2 separate regions of the Gossypium hirsutum genome follow, and region 1 is linked to region 2. A link is a contact called in public Hi-C data. All regions are on one chromosome and are shown on one strand. The core of a region is the stretch at or near the end of the contact, and the rest is flanking DNA. Distances in the headings are between cores, read along the strand shown. Region 1 has its middle 6.3 kb from the start of LOC107939008. Region 2 holds the start of LOC107939013 (alcohol dehydrogenase class-P).

Region 1 (7,218 bases), core at 3,706-6,205, 36 kb after region 2:
GCTCCCCCTGCATAAGTGATTAAGTAACCTGAAGTAGATCTCCTCGAGTCAATGTCTCCGGCCATGTCTGAATCTGTATACCCAACAAGAACAGGTTTCTCATTGCCGAAACAAAGTTTCATGTTGGAAGTGCCACGAAGATATCTCATAATCCACTTCACTGCATTCCAATGCTCTCTGCCTGGATTAGAAAGAAACCGACTAACTGTACCAACGGCATAAGCCAAGTCTGGTCTCGTGCAAACCATTGCGTACATCAAACTACCCACGGCTGAAGAGTAAGGAATTTTCTGCATCTCTTCCTTCTCCTTTTCTGTGGAAGGACTATGCTTAACACTCAATCTAAAGTGCATAGCAAAGGGAGTATTCACCGCTTTAGCTTTGTCCATACTAAACCTTTGAAGTACTTTCTCAATGTACCTCTCTTGTGATAACCATAATTTCTTGGCCTTTCTATCACGTGTCAGTCTTATGCCAAGAATTTGCTTTGCTGGCCCCAAATCCTTCATTGCAAAGGATTTACTCAACTCTTGTTTCAACTTCTCAATTCTAGAAGCATTCTGACCAACAATAAGCATATCATCAACATAGAGCAAAAGAATAATAAAATCATCACCAGAGAATCTCTTAACAAACACACAATGATCAGAAGTAGTCTTCTTGTAGCCTTGCTCCCCCATAACAGACTCAAACTTCTTGTACCATTGCCTTGGAGCTTGCTTCAAACCATACAAGCTCTTCTTCAATCTGCACACATAGTCCTCTTTCCCTTGTGCAACAAAACCCTCTGGCTGCTCCATGTAAAGCTCTTCTTCCAAGTCACCATGAAGAAAAGCAGTTTTCACATCCATTTGTTCAACCTCTAGGTCATAACAAGCTACCAAACTCAGTATAGTTCTGATAGAGGACATCTTCACAACCAGAGAAAATATTTCTTCAAAATCAACCCCCTTTTTCTGAGTATAACCCTTGACGACCAATCTAGCTTTGTATCGTGGAGATGAAGACTTCTCTTCTTGCTTCAACCTGTAAACCCACCGATTCTTCAAAGCTCTTTTGCCTTTAGGCAGTTTCACCAATTCAAAAGTATGGTTCTCATGCAAGGATTGAAGTTCGTCTTTCATCGCTTCAACCCACTGATCTTTGCATTCACTCTCCATAGCCTCTTCATAACATTCAGGTTCTCCCCCGTCAGTCAAAAGAACATATTCATCAGGAGAATACCTGACAGAAGATCGTCGATCTCTAGAAGACCTTCGAAGTGGAACTGCTGGTGGAGCTATAGGTGTTTGTTGTTGATCATTCACAACATCATCTATGGGAGTATCAAAGTCACCTATAGTCTGATGGTCACCACTAACATCACCATGCACATCATCCTGGATAGGATCTGGTGAAGAGTCTAGGGGAACCGGATTCACATCGATCAAGTCACCACTACCTTGTGAATCCACTTTCTCCGTCTTATCAATGTCATCAATGGTCTGATCCTCAATGAAGACAACATCTCTGCTTCTCACGAGTTTCTTCTGAACTGGATCATAGAGTCTATAACCAAACTCACCATCTAGACCATAACCAATAAAAATGCATTGTCGAGCCTTGGCATCCAACTTGGATCTTTCATCCTTTGGAACATGAACAAATGCTTTACAACCGAACACACGTAGGTGATCATATGACACGTCTTTACCAAACCAAACTCTATCTGGCACATCACCTTTCAAAGGAACACTAGGAGACAGATTTATCACATGTGTCACTGTATTCAAAGCTTCAGCCCAAAACGATCTTGGTAACTTTGCATCTGACAACAAACATCTGACTCTCTCAATCAATGTTCGGTTCATTCTTTCAGCTAACCCATTTAACTGTGGAGTCTTTGGTGGTGTTCTCTGATGTCTGATTCCCTGTCGCAGACAATACTCATGAAACGACCCTGTGTACTCGCCACCATTATCAGTACGAATGCACTTCAACTTCTTCCCAGTTTCCCTTTCAACTGATGCTTGAAACTGTTTAAACACCTCAAAGACTTGATTTTTAGACTTTAAAGTGTAAACCCATAGCTTTCTTGAACAATCATCAATGAAAGTCACAAAGTAAAGTGCACCACCATGTGATCTTACTTTTATCGGACCACAAACATCTGAATGGACCAACTCTAGCAACTCTGATTTCCTATGAGGAGGATGGCTTCTAAATGAAACTCTTTTCTGCTTTCCTGCTAGACAATGAGCACAATTCTTCAGTGTAGCATTCTTTAAACCCGAAAGTTGATTCTTCTTCGCTAAACAGCTAAGCCCCTTCTCACTCATGTGACTGAGTCGTTTATGCCACAACTCAGTTGAGTTGTCATTCAGTGTCACATTCACCGTCTCTCGAGAAGTCAAAGCTTGCATCAAGTACAAATTTGAGCTCTTCTTTCCTCGAGCCACAACCAAGGAGCCTTTAGTCAGCTTCCACTGCCCTTCACTGAAAGTGTTACAGAATCCCTCATCATCAAGTTTTCCTGCAGAAATCAAATTCAAACGGACATCCGGTGCATGTCTGACGTCCTTGAGAGTTAACTTTGTTCCATTGTTACTTACCAAGCTAACATCTCCCATACCAATAACCGAAACCAAACCATCATTACCCATCTTCAATACCCCAAAATCACCAGGAGTATAAGATGTGAAGAATTCCTTCCTCGACGTGACATGAAGTGATGCACCAGTATCAATCACCCAACTAGTCTCGTCGCATGCTAGGTTGACCAAATTCTGATCACAAATAACTAACAAATCTTCACGAGTAACAGTAGTAACACGCTCGAATTTTTCATCGTCATTCCGGTCGTGTTTATCACCACCACTTTTGTTCTCTTTCTTCCACTTGAAGCAATATTTCTTGATATGGCCTTTCTTACCACAATGATGACACTCAAGATTCTTGTATCTCGATCTTGACTTGCTTCGGCTTTTATCTCTACCCTTTCCATCTTTGTCTCTGTTTCTCCCCCTGTTCTCGATAACCAACACCTCGGACTGTGATGTAGAACCCTGAGATCTTCTTCTAACCTCTTCATTCAACACACCACTCTTAGCCAAATCCAAAGTAATAATACCCTGTGGGGCAGAATTAATGAGTGAGACTCGAAAGGTCTCCCAAGAGTCTGGTAGAGTAGCAAGCAACCAAAGTCCTAAAATCTCGTCATCAAATTTGACACCCATACCAAGCAACTGATTCATCATACTCTGAAATTCACTAACATGGTCAGCTATAGACATTCCTTCTTTATATTTCAGCGCCATCATTTTCTTCAGCAAAAATAACTTGTTATTGCCCGACCTCGAAGCATACAAGCTTTCAAGCTTCTCCCACAATGTTCGAGCATGTGTCTCCTGATCAATGTGATTGTAAACATTTTCTTCAACAAATTGCCGAATAAAGCCACACACTTGTTGATGCTCAAATTCTCATTCTTCATCACTTTTCGAATCGGGTTTTTGAGTAGTAAAGACCGGAAGATGCAAAGCCTTCACAAACAACAAGTCCTTCATTTTATTCCGCCAAAGTTGATAATTTGTGCCATTCAACATAATCATCTTGCTCGTATTAATTTCCATAATTATCTGACACAATAACCAAGCTCTGGTACCAGTTTGTTGGGAAGAAACCGAACAACCGAAACAAAGCGAAAGCACAACCGGTGTTCTTTCTCTCCTTATAACTCCTGTAAAAATTATGGCAAGCACAATAGCACAAGATATGTTCTCTAGCAACCTTAATCAACCACAAATCAACTAATGCAACCACAACAAAAATAAATAGAGACACCGATATTTTACGTGGAAAACCCCTCTAAATTAAGGGTAAAAACCACGGGACTTTAGAGTCCGATAAAGAGCTCCACTATCATCAAATGTTCAACTACAAGATCACAATATCAAGCCTACAACAAGCATTCAACTCCGACAAGGCTAACAACATGTAATCTTTAGCAAAAGAGAGAAAAATGAGAGAACATCACCAAAAACGTAGCTGCTGAAAAATGGGTATTTCCGACGCTACAAGACTCGGATGAAAAATCCGACCGTACAAAGTCAAGAACACCTTATCACCTAGCTGCTGTCCAAAAATCAGCTCAATCGAACCACGGATGGACCTTCGATCGAAGAGTTGATCACTGCTGCACCAAGCTTGAAAATCTGATTTTTTCTATTCTCTTTCTCTCTATTTTTTCTTTAGCTCTCTGCTAAAATTTTTGCCCAACACCCGTTAAAAACCCAAAATGGCTTTTTTTTTGACAAAACCAAAGAAGGGACAAAACATTATGGCATAAAATATGGGTTTCCCACATAGTGGGACCTATACCCAACACTTTGTGGAACGAATTTTTCCTCAAAATAAAAAAAAATGCTACTCAAAAATAGAAAAAAGGGGTATGTACTCTTTTGAATTCAATGTTATTATGTATACTTTTATTTGATAATTTATCAAAGAGCAAGCACAAAAAATAAGAATTGAGGTTGTAAAATTATTTTTTAGGTAATTCCGTGAGTAATTAAAAATAATTAATCAGGACGGTTAATTTTTTTATTAATTGTATATAATTTTAATTGGTATTGTAAGAACGTTTATATATTTTGTGTAAATATTGATAGAATGTGTAAATATTATAGGTTAAATTTATTAAATTAAGATCAAATTAATAAAATGTATAAACTTTAAGAGTTAAAATTTTTTATCAATAAAATATGTACAATTTACATAAAACACTAACGTCGTGATTAATTATCCTTATTGAGTAATTTTATCTTGTATCTTATTAATAAGCACATTCGAGTATTTATACATACTATCATTGTTCACGACATAACCCACTATTCATGACTTGACCCCTTGACTTCACTATGCTTAGGACTGACATTCTGAGCGGACTTTAGGCATGCTGGACACGTGTTTCATTCTGGGTTACCTGCCAGGTCACACGGTCTCCCTTCTGCGAGCTTCTTAAGTATATGCAAATTGAGACCACGACCTTCCCTTGATTCGTGGGAACTCCTCTAACTATCCTTTCACAATTTATTTTACACTCAATTGTCTAGTGAGACTTATCTAAGTCACAAGAAATAACAAATATTATCACGATTTTCTTTGGAAAATATTAAAGAAGAAACGAAAGCATAAAAAACAAGAAAAATAGCAATCGCCAGTCGCCACTAAATGATGGTGCTATTACTTAAAATAATTATTAGGAATAGGAGCTTAAGTTCTCCGCGTCTCACAGTGTAACCGTACGGGTTGTCGTAGTCGTGGTTCCCATGGTCACGTTTGATTATATCGCAAAGCCGCATAAATGTCCATTGCTTTTATTCACGCCGCCCAGCACAACATGGGATCTTTAGTTTTCTTTCAAGTATAAATAACAAATTTCATAAATTTCCATACTTTTTATAAATTAAAAATTTAATCTTTATATTTTATTTTTAAAGATTTAGTCTCTTTATTTTTTAGATTTCAAAGTTAAGTCAAATTATTAATAATGTTACTTTTTGTTAAATTTATTAATGTGATTTTAAAATTAAAAACAAATTATATATAACTAAAAAAATAACGTTATAATAAACTTACATTTAACAAAATAATTTTAACAATTAGACTTCAATTTTAAAATCTGAAAAGTAGAATAACGAAATTCCTAGAAATAAAAGTGCATAAGCCAAATGAAATTAATCAGAATTCATACTTTGTTCTTGCACTCACTAGTGGAACTATTTTTAGAAAAAGATGGGTAAACGATATCTAAAGTTACTAAATTATTAGTAAGTTTATATTTTGGTCATTTAATTTCAAAAGTTACAAAATGATCTCTGAATTTTTTGAAACTTTTCATTTAAGTCACTGGACTGTTCGCATCACCTGCACCAATCGAGAGCTCTTATTCCCTTTCTCCTTTACAATTCATTTTTTTTCATGAAATAGCTTTGAGCATTACAAATATGTGAATCAAAATTCAAACAACTTTTTTCTTCGATCTTCGACACTAAGCGCCAAATTGATTTGGATCTAATGTATGTTCTTCTACTCGTCAACAGATACCGATCCACCATACCGATTGTCGAATCGTCATTTAGAGCTCACAAACTGGACTTTTAAAAAAAATTAACAACACAATGACTTGAATGAAAACTTTTGAATAGTTTAGTGATCATTTTATAACTTTTTGAAGTTGAGTAACCAAAATGTAAACTTACTAATAATGCTGTAACATTAGGTGTTGTTTACTCAAAAATATATATTTGGTTGTGTTTAAAAATTTACGTATATATATTTATATATTACATGCATGAAAAATTGATGATAAAGATGTTAAAATAAACTACATGTTAAACTATATTTCAATGAAAAAAATGTACTTAATACAAATATTTATTAATAATAAACATAATGAAAAATATTAAATTGTATGAATATTATCTTTTAATTAATAAGGATAATTTTATAAATTATTACCACATTCTCAAAAAATTATTTAGTTAATAAGACATTTTGATGTTATTTTCTGTGAATTTTAATAAATATTTTCTAACATATTTCAAATATTATAAAGTAACTTTCTCTTCAATTACATTCTTATCAACGGCCTTTCAAAAATCAGATTCTAATAGAATCTTATAATAGAAAAACACCAAAGGCCCTCTAAGAATTTTCAAGATAAAATCTCAATGAGACTTAAAACAAATTAAATTGGTTACAAACCTCAAATCAAATTTTTTTTAAAAATAATCAAAATAATTTCTTTGTATTAATCATGAATGTATAGAAATTTGATTTAAAATTGTAAATTATTTTATGTGCTCTACAATCAACGAATATGATTGTTGATTCTTTGACAGAGTTAAACAAAAATAATCCTGTTGATCTAAAAATTTATTAGTATCCTCCTAATCAGATTACTAAAGGTGTGTTACAAGAAAGTGTTAGTGACTACTACAAATTTAATCATGACTAATTATTTGATTTATTGTGTTTTCTTAAAATCGTTCTACTATATCATGTCTAAAATTAACCAATAATTCGGCGTAGGTAGTCCATCATCTCAAGCCCATTGATAACTTGATAATTTGTGGTGACAATTTTCAAAGGAAAGAGCAAAGTAAATTTAACAGTTCCTCCACTAATTGCAAGATTTCTATGCAATTCTACATCACTTGGCTCTTTGGATTGGTC
Region 2 (7,224 bases), core at 4,703-7,202:
TTCTATTCAATTGCCATCAGTTCACCTATGGATTTTCCCACATCCAACGCTGTTTGACGGTTCATATATTCTAGAGGTATGTTGTAAATCCTTAGCCAGAAAGGGGATATATTAAACTCATAGGAAGCAATGTCTTTGTCTTTTACAAAAGGCATCATTGAGAATAAGCAGTTTTCAAACAACCAGGGCATAAGGTTGAGGATTCTACTTCTATCTTCCAAACAACCAAACTTAACGATTATGGCCTCATCCTTCAAAGCAACAAAATTTACCTCTTCTTTCATGAGCCATAGTGTCTTAAAAACCCTATACATTGCCTCCCTATTCAGCTTTTCTTTTGCCATAATTTTGCCCACTGCCCATGATTCATCTCGTTGATAGTTTTTTTTCAACATTTGTACTAATAACCTTGGTAGCCTCTTGTTTCAAAAATTTTTGTTTTTTCAAGAACTCGTTTATATCATCATTCATCATTTCCTTATTACTAATAGTACTCTCCTCCATCAGCTCGTGGGAGCTGAAAAAAAGGCGACTTAAAACCCAAGGAAACTCCAATGCCAGAATCCAAATATGACAATGAAAACCTATAGGTAAACCAAAAAGAAGAAAACCACAAGAATCGCAAGAACCAAAAGAAAAACAAGGAACTGCACTACAAAACTAACAGAAAACAAAAAACAAAAAAAAGACGCAAAAGAACAACATCAAAAATAGAATGATGAAAAAAGAGTTAGCAAGACTTTCAAAGCACTATCTAAGCTAATATCCAAAAACTCTATTATTTAATACGTAAAACCCCAATGCATGCAAAAGTAACTAAAATATAAAAAGACCTTTCGAAATACCCTGTTTTCATGAAAACAAACAAAGAGCAAAACAATTACGGAAGATAATAGAGAACAAATCGTGGGCCTCTTAAAAAATTTACCACAGAAATGACAAAACAAGCACAGCACACAAGAAAAAAAAGGGAACCCCTTACACGAAAAGAAAAAAGCTACTAAAAGAAAAGAAAAAAAAAGAAAGAAACCAAACAAGATTACCGATAAACCCAAAGAAAACCTTAAAGAGAACCTTTTACCAGCTACTGTCTTTGATAGAGACATTCCACGACAAGTCACTGGCACCAAACACCACCGATAAAACATAAACAAGAAATAATCACGATACACCAACACACATGAAAGCCCCCTTTACTACCATAATATTCAAACGAATAAAGGCAGGCCCACAAAACAAATCAAGAAGAAAAAGTACTAGAATCTTGGAGAAAACCTGTAATCTTGTTCTGATGTTACTGTTTTCTAAAATAAAAGACAAGCAACTAACCTTTTTTAATTTTCTCATCGCACAAGAGGTTATCCATTCTATAAGGAGTACGCAAAAAATAGAAGATGGATGGCCATCAAAATTGATCTAGGGAAAAAATATGATCATGTGCATTGGGAATTCATCGATGCCTCGCTTCAAGCTGCAAGTATTCCTAATTTTCTCCGTAATGTTATTATGTTTGCAATTTCAAGTTCCACTATACAGGTTTTGTGGAACGGAGTTCCAACACAGAAATTTTGGCTTGTTAGGGGTGCTTGCTAATGATGTCTGCTGTCTCCTTATTTGCTTATTTTGTGTATGGAATGGTTGGGCCAAAGTATCCATTCTGCCATAGGCTTTGGTCCCCTATTTGTTTGGCTCGCACTGGCTCACCGCTAACTCATCTCTTCTTCGCAGATGATTTGATCTTATTTGGACGTGCTGAAGAACATCAAGCTGGGTCATCAAAGACATTCTTGATAAGTTCTGTGAATATTCGGGATATCGGATTAATATGTGGAAAACAAATATCTTCTTTTTTAAAAGCATTGATGGTAGCTTAAAGAGATGTATAAGCGGATACTTTGGATGTCAAGAAGTACGAAACTTAGGGTCTTACCTTAGATGCCCCAATTCCATGAGAAGGTCACTAATAACACTCTGCATTTTGTTGTTGACAAGGTGCATAGTAAACTGTCTATTTGGGACGTTAGACAACTCTCTTTAGTTGGTAGGTGACTTTGGCTCAATCGATTTTGCTTTCAATTTCAAGCTATTTTATGCAGACAATGATGGTTCCTAAAGGCTTGTGTGATGAGATTGAGCGACCAATTAGGAAGATAGTATGGGGGTCCTATAATGGTGGTAAAGCGGTAAGTTGAGACTCGGTGTGTCAACCTAAATCGCACAAAGGTCTTGGTCTGAGGCACTTGAAGGACCATAACACTTCTTTCATGATGTATGTTGGATTCAACATTGTTTCAAATTCTAATGCCCTTTAGGTTCAGATTCTCCTGTCGAAGTATGGGGTTACAAGTGGTTTGCCCGAGAACTTATCAAGAGGACGTAGTTCTTTTTTAATGGAAATCCCTTTCTAAGGTATGACCCCTCATTCACGAAAACTTATTATGATCTATCGGGGATGGGAATTATGGACCCTTTCATAAATAGATTCCTTCCACTTCTAATCTTAATATGGATTGTCTTCTTAGCAATATGATTACAAATGATAGATCGTGGAATTTGGACCTTTTTATACTTTGGGTTTCAGAAGATGTCATCAATAAGATTATAGTTGTCCCACCGCCTCACCCATCTTTTGGTCCAGATAGAATTAAATGGAGGACTATTTTGACTGGCTCTTTCTCCCTCAAAAGTGCTTATGGTAAGATTCGGAAAGGTACATTAAATTCAAAAGAGCCGATTTAAGAACTTCCTTAGAAGTTTAAAGGCCTGTAATGGGTTCGATTCTTCATTTGGCTTGTTCTCAAGCTACGTGTGCTTATGAATACAGAAAGGGCAAGGTGATGAGTTGGTAATGACAACACATGTGGTTTTGGTGGGCATGGATCTGAGGAGGTGTTGCTTGTTATCAGAGATTGCCCTACAACTAGGAATATCTAGGACAAGCTCATTCCAGAAGGAACGCCCTCTAGATTCGACATCGGATCCCTCCTTGAATGGATGATGAAAAAACTTTAAAACCATTAAACTCCTTTTTTGGGTGAGGTAGATTGACCGTGCCTTTTTGGGATTATTGCTTAGAGTATTTGGAAAAACCACAACTTGTTTACATTTCAAAGTATTTCCTGAAGTATTAACGAAGTCCTTAAGGTCTCTCGTAGCTGGGCAAGACAATGTACTTCAGTTTCAAAAGTATCACCTCATAAGATACAAAGATCTTTAGCTAGCCCTTCTATAGCTAGTAGTTGGGTGTGCTTGAACACGGATGGTTCAATTAGGAATTAAGAAGGTTTTGCTGCAGCTGGAGGATTAATGTGTGATCATAATGTTGGGTGGATCATTGAGTTTTGCAGATACTTGAAAAGTTACACAGTGATAGAGGTTGAGCTTTGGGGCATCTCAGATGGGTTGAAGTTTATTTTAGATAGGAGATTAGAAAGAGTCTCAATTCAAACAGTCGGCCCTGAGGTAATTAATGTCATTTAGGATGGTTATTCTAAAAACGCTAATTTTGCTCTAGTCAAAAGAATTCATCTACTCCTGAAATTGGTAAAATAGCGGAAGATTCAACATATCCCCTGGGAAGAAAACACAACCGTAGATAGTCTTATTAAGATGGCTTGTGATAGAAGAATAGGTTTAAAATTGTTTGGGGATCCCCTTTTGAGGATCTAGTGTAATTGATTTTGTCTACTTTTATCTTTCAAAAAAAAAAAAAGTTGGAAAATCATAGTAATAGGAATTTATTTCATTAACAAAGCAAGCTTTTACAAGATAATTTATTCTCTCATCACATAATATAAAACTCCATATAAAGAACTCTCTTTTTTTTTTTTAGAGAGAGAGAGTTCTATATGGGCACTCTTGATAACCGGGAAAGGTAGCTTAAGTAGGCACATAAATATAACACATAGTAGGACAAAACATTAGAGTTTTGATCCTTGGTTGGGCAAATATACAGCAGCAACACTCTCTTAAGCATCCAAATGAATCATGCATCTCAGACCTATACCCTGGAGCATGTAGTCGAATGCCTTGTTTATATCGGCAAAAGGCACAGAGTGTGTGATGAACTTGTCCATATCCAGCCCCAGCTCCTGCAGCAATATCAACAAAACCATCATCGAAATGAACTATATTCTGTAATCTGTATAGAGGACATCACCTTACCTTGTTCAAATATTTGTCGACAACCATAGGAATATCAGTGCGTGGTTTATAGTTGCCATAAAAAGCACCCTTAAGGGTCCTCTCACTTAGTAGATTCATTGGATGAGTTTTGAATGCATCGTCTTTCTTTGGCACACCCACCAGCACACAAACACCCCAACCCTGTAATTCAAGAAGAAGCATATATGCGTGTGACAATTAATGCAAAGAGGTAGTATAGTTTTTTACTGGAAGAAGCTAAATTACATCATGGACGCATTCAAAAGCGGAAATCATGGCTTGGACGCTCCCTGTACACTCCACACTGCGATCCACTCCTCCGCCGGTCATCTCCACAATCACCTCTTGAACAGGTTTGTCGTAGTCTTTTGGATTCACAAATTCTGTAATCCCAAACCTCTTAGCTGGTGGCAGGCAAAGAAATATGATCAGTATATTAATATTTTTAGTGAGGAACAACGACAAATCATATAATGATATAAATGATGCTATGATAGGTACCTTCTTCAAATCTTCTGGGGTTCACATCAACAGCGATGATCCGAGAAGCCCCACAAACCCTTGCACCTTCAGCGGCCTAATTTATATGGATAAAAGTGAATCAAACACATTTACCAAATAGCCTAGAGAAAAACCATAGGTGAAACAAGAATAAACTCACGGCAAGACCAACGGCACCCAGTCCAAAAACTGCAACAGTTTGACCCTTTTTGGGTTTGGCAACATTTACAGTGGCCCCAAAACCTGTACATATCCCACAGCTAATGGGACAGACTTTATCAAGCGGGGCGGTTGGACTGATCTTGGCAACCTGGCCAACATGGACGACAGTATATTGGCTAAAAGTCGAGGTTCCAACAAAGTGGTAGATAGGCTTGCCGTTGATGGAAAATCTGGTTTTCCCATCAGCAAGCATAACACCTCGGTCGCAGTTGATCCTAAGCAGTTCGCACATGTTATTGCTTTCTTCTGACAGACAGTGGCGACATTCTTTGCATTCTCCGGTGAAGATAGGAAGCACATGATCCCCAGGTTTCAAATCATTCACACCCTCACCCACACTCTCCACGATCCTACAATTATAATTGTAAGATTATATTGATACAGAAAAATATATAAAAAAATAAAATGGTTTTAACTTTCATACCCTGAGGCTTCATGACCAAGTATACGAGGAAACAGAGGAGTGTAACCCTGCCAAATTAAAGAAAAACAGTGACAAATACTTGTAGAAAATAAATGTTGTAATATTCATTTTATCGTACAGTAATACCTTACACTCCCAGTAGTATACATCAGTGTGACATAAAGCAGTGAAGAGAATCTTAATACGGACTTCATGTTTTTGGGGTGGTGCCACTTCCACTTCTTCTATAGATAGTGGCTTCCCGGCCTCCCATGCCACCGCAGCTACAATCAAAACCACACTATTTTTACATATTTAATGCTATGGCATGAATTCAAGTATATTGTAAATGTTGTCAGAAAAGAAATCAATGTAACCCGAACAAAGAACAAAAGGTATATTTGGTCATATGTATGTAGGAGACAAGGGAATTAAGGAAAAATTGTAGTTGTTGGGGTAAGGGAGAAGAGATAAGAGGTTATCATCACCTTTGCAACGAATAACCTGACCGGCAGTGCTCATTGCGTATGACTTTTTTCTTATATTTTAAACAAGATTTTCTTCTGAGCGTAGTGAGAATAGCAGCTTCAAATGGTTGTATTTATAGAAAAAATTGTAGTCCACTGTTGACTGCACAATAAATAATATTTGAATGTACGAGAATATCTGCTTGGGATTTTAGTTCAATTATGTTTCATTTATATTGATAATTAGCATAAAATAAATTTTTTAAAATTATTTGGCACATCTATACTATTATTTAAAAGTTTTCTATATTATTTGGTACTTGAGTATCAAAATATATAACTTTAAAACCCTAATTTAAGCACTAAAAAGTTGACATTATTACCATTGAGCACTAAAATATATAACTTTTGTCAAATATTACTATAAAATTGAACAAAAAAATAATAGAGATACCACATTAGAAAAAAATTTTGAATTTAAGTACCGAATTTATTGTCACCCATCATGAATTCCAACTTAGTTAAAAAATTACTAAAACATATTATTTTATAAATAATAAACCTTAGCACTATTAGAATTTTTTTATTTTATATTTTGTGAAAATTTAAAAAGAAATTGCACATAATAATATTTCAACATAAAATATGATAAATTTCAATATTTTAAATCTATCATTTCAATAAAAAAATGCATCTTGCTGGACGTGTTTTCGTCAACTAGGTAGGAAAGCACATCTTACAAGGTATGCTTTTAGACAATAGTAACATCCCAACGGTCAAATTTCAAATCCTCCTAACGATCAATTTTTAAATCCGCCCATTAGTCAAATTTCAAATCCTCCCAATGGCTAGTTTGTTTCCTATATAAACCCAACCATTTCCCCATTTTCATTTAAATCTAATGGTCTTAATTGTCTCAGTTCTCTTAAGATTTTAGTTTTAAATTTTTCATTAAATTTCTCTCAAAATCTTGTTGTTTTAATTTTTTTTTTAATTCGTAATTTATTCATTTCAATTGATTTTTATAATAGCAATTCTTCTTATTCGTTTCGATGACAACTATATTTTTGGCGTGAAATTACAAATGATAAGGAAAAAATTGTAATTTTTTAAATTTTAATTAAGTTCATTTTTAAGTTGTTAACATTATTAAATTTATATTTTTTTGTTGATAAAATCAGGTCGAAGATCGAATTTTGGAGATGTACATACACAATCTATCTGCGAGGGCACTGTGTGTAATTGAACCTCAATTGTAAGAGGTAGGATTCTTGTTTGTGTCTCATATGCTCGAGGGGTGTAAATTGGATTTCACACATATCAACACTTTGGTGGAAAGATGGAGACTTGAGGCACACACATTTCATTTTCCATGCAGTGAGTGTACAATTACACTCGAGGACGCAACTTTACAACTCAGTTTACCGATGGATGGGCTAGTCGTTACGGGGTCAGTGGTCATTGGCG

The links. A called contact is a pair of places that touch in the nucleus more often than the background predicts.
Region 1: a contact with region 2 is called in a Hi-C map of leaf, with 3 times the contacts expected there. The contact joins the enhancer-like site here to the promoter of LOC107939013 in region 2. A contact is called at or near these places in 21 of 34 Hi-C or Micro-C datasets (anther, callus, cotyledon and 5 more).

What each region holds. Positions count from the first base shown.
Region 1 is chrA01:113,136,821-113,144,038 of Gossypium_hirsutum_v2.1, forward strand. No RefSeq gene overlaps it. Among protein-coding and RNA genes, the nearest start is that of LOC107939008, 6.3 kb to the right of the region's middle. Within about 2 kb of position 4,956, at least 3 of the 9 cell types and tissues checked have an H3K27ac peak or open chromatin away from gene starts, as enhancers often do. A contact at or near this core is called in fibers and leaf, where this site is marked.
Region 2 is chrA01:113,099,443-113,106,666 of Gossypium_hirsutum_v2.1, forward strand. It overlaps LOC107939013 (alcohol dehydrogenase class-P), which reads right to left and starts at 5,953. Exons shown (of 8, transcript XM_016872299.2): 1 at 5,779-5,953; 2 at 5,438-5,574; 3 at 5,312-5,358; 4 at 4,826-5,237; 5 at 4,666-4,741; 6 at 4,411-4,568; 7 at 4,165-4,326; 8 at 3,722-4,091. The coding sequence starts at 5,812. The coding sequence ends at 3,969.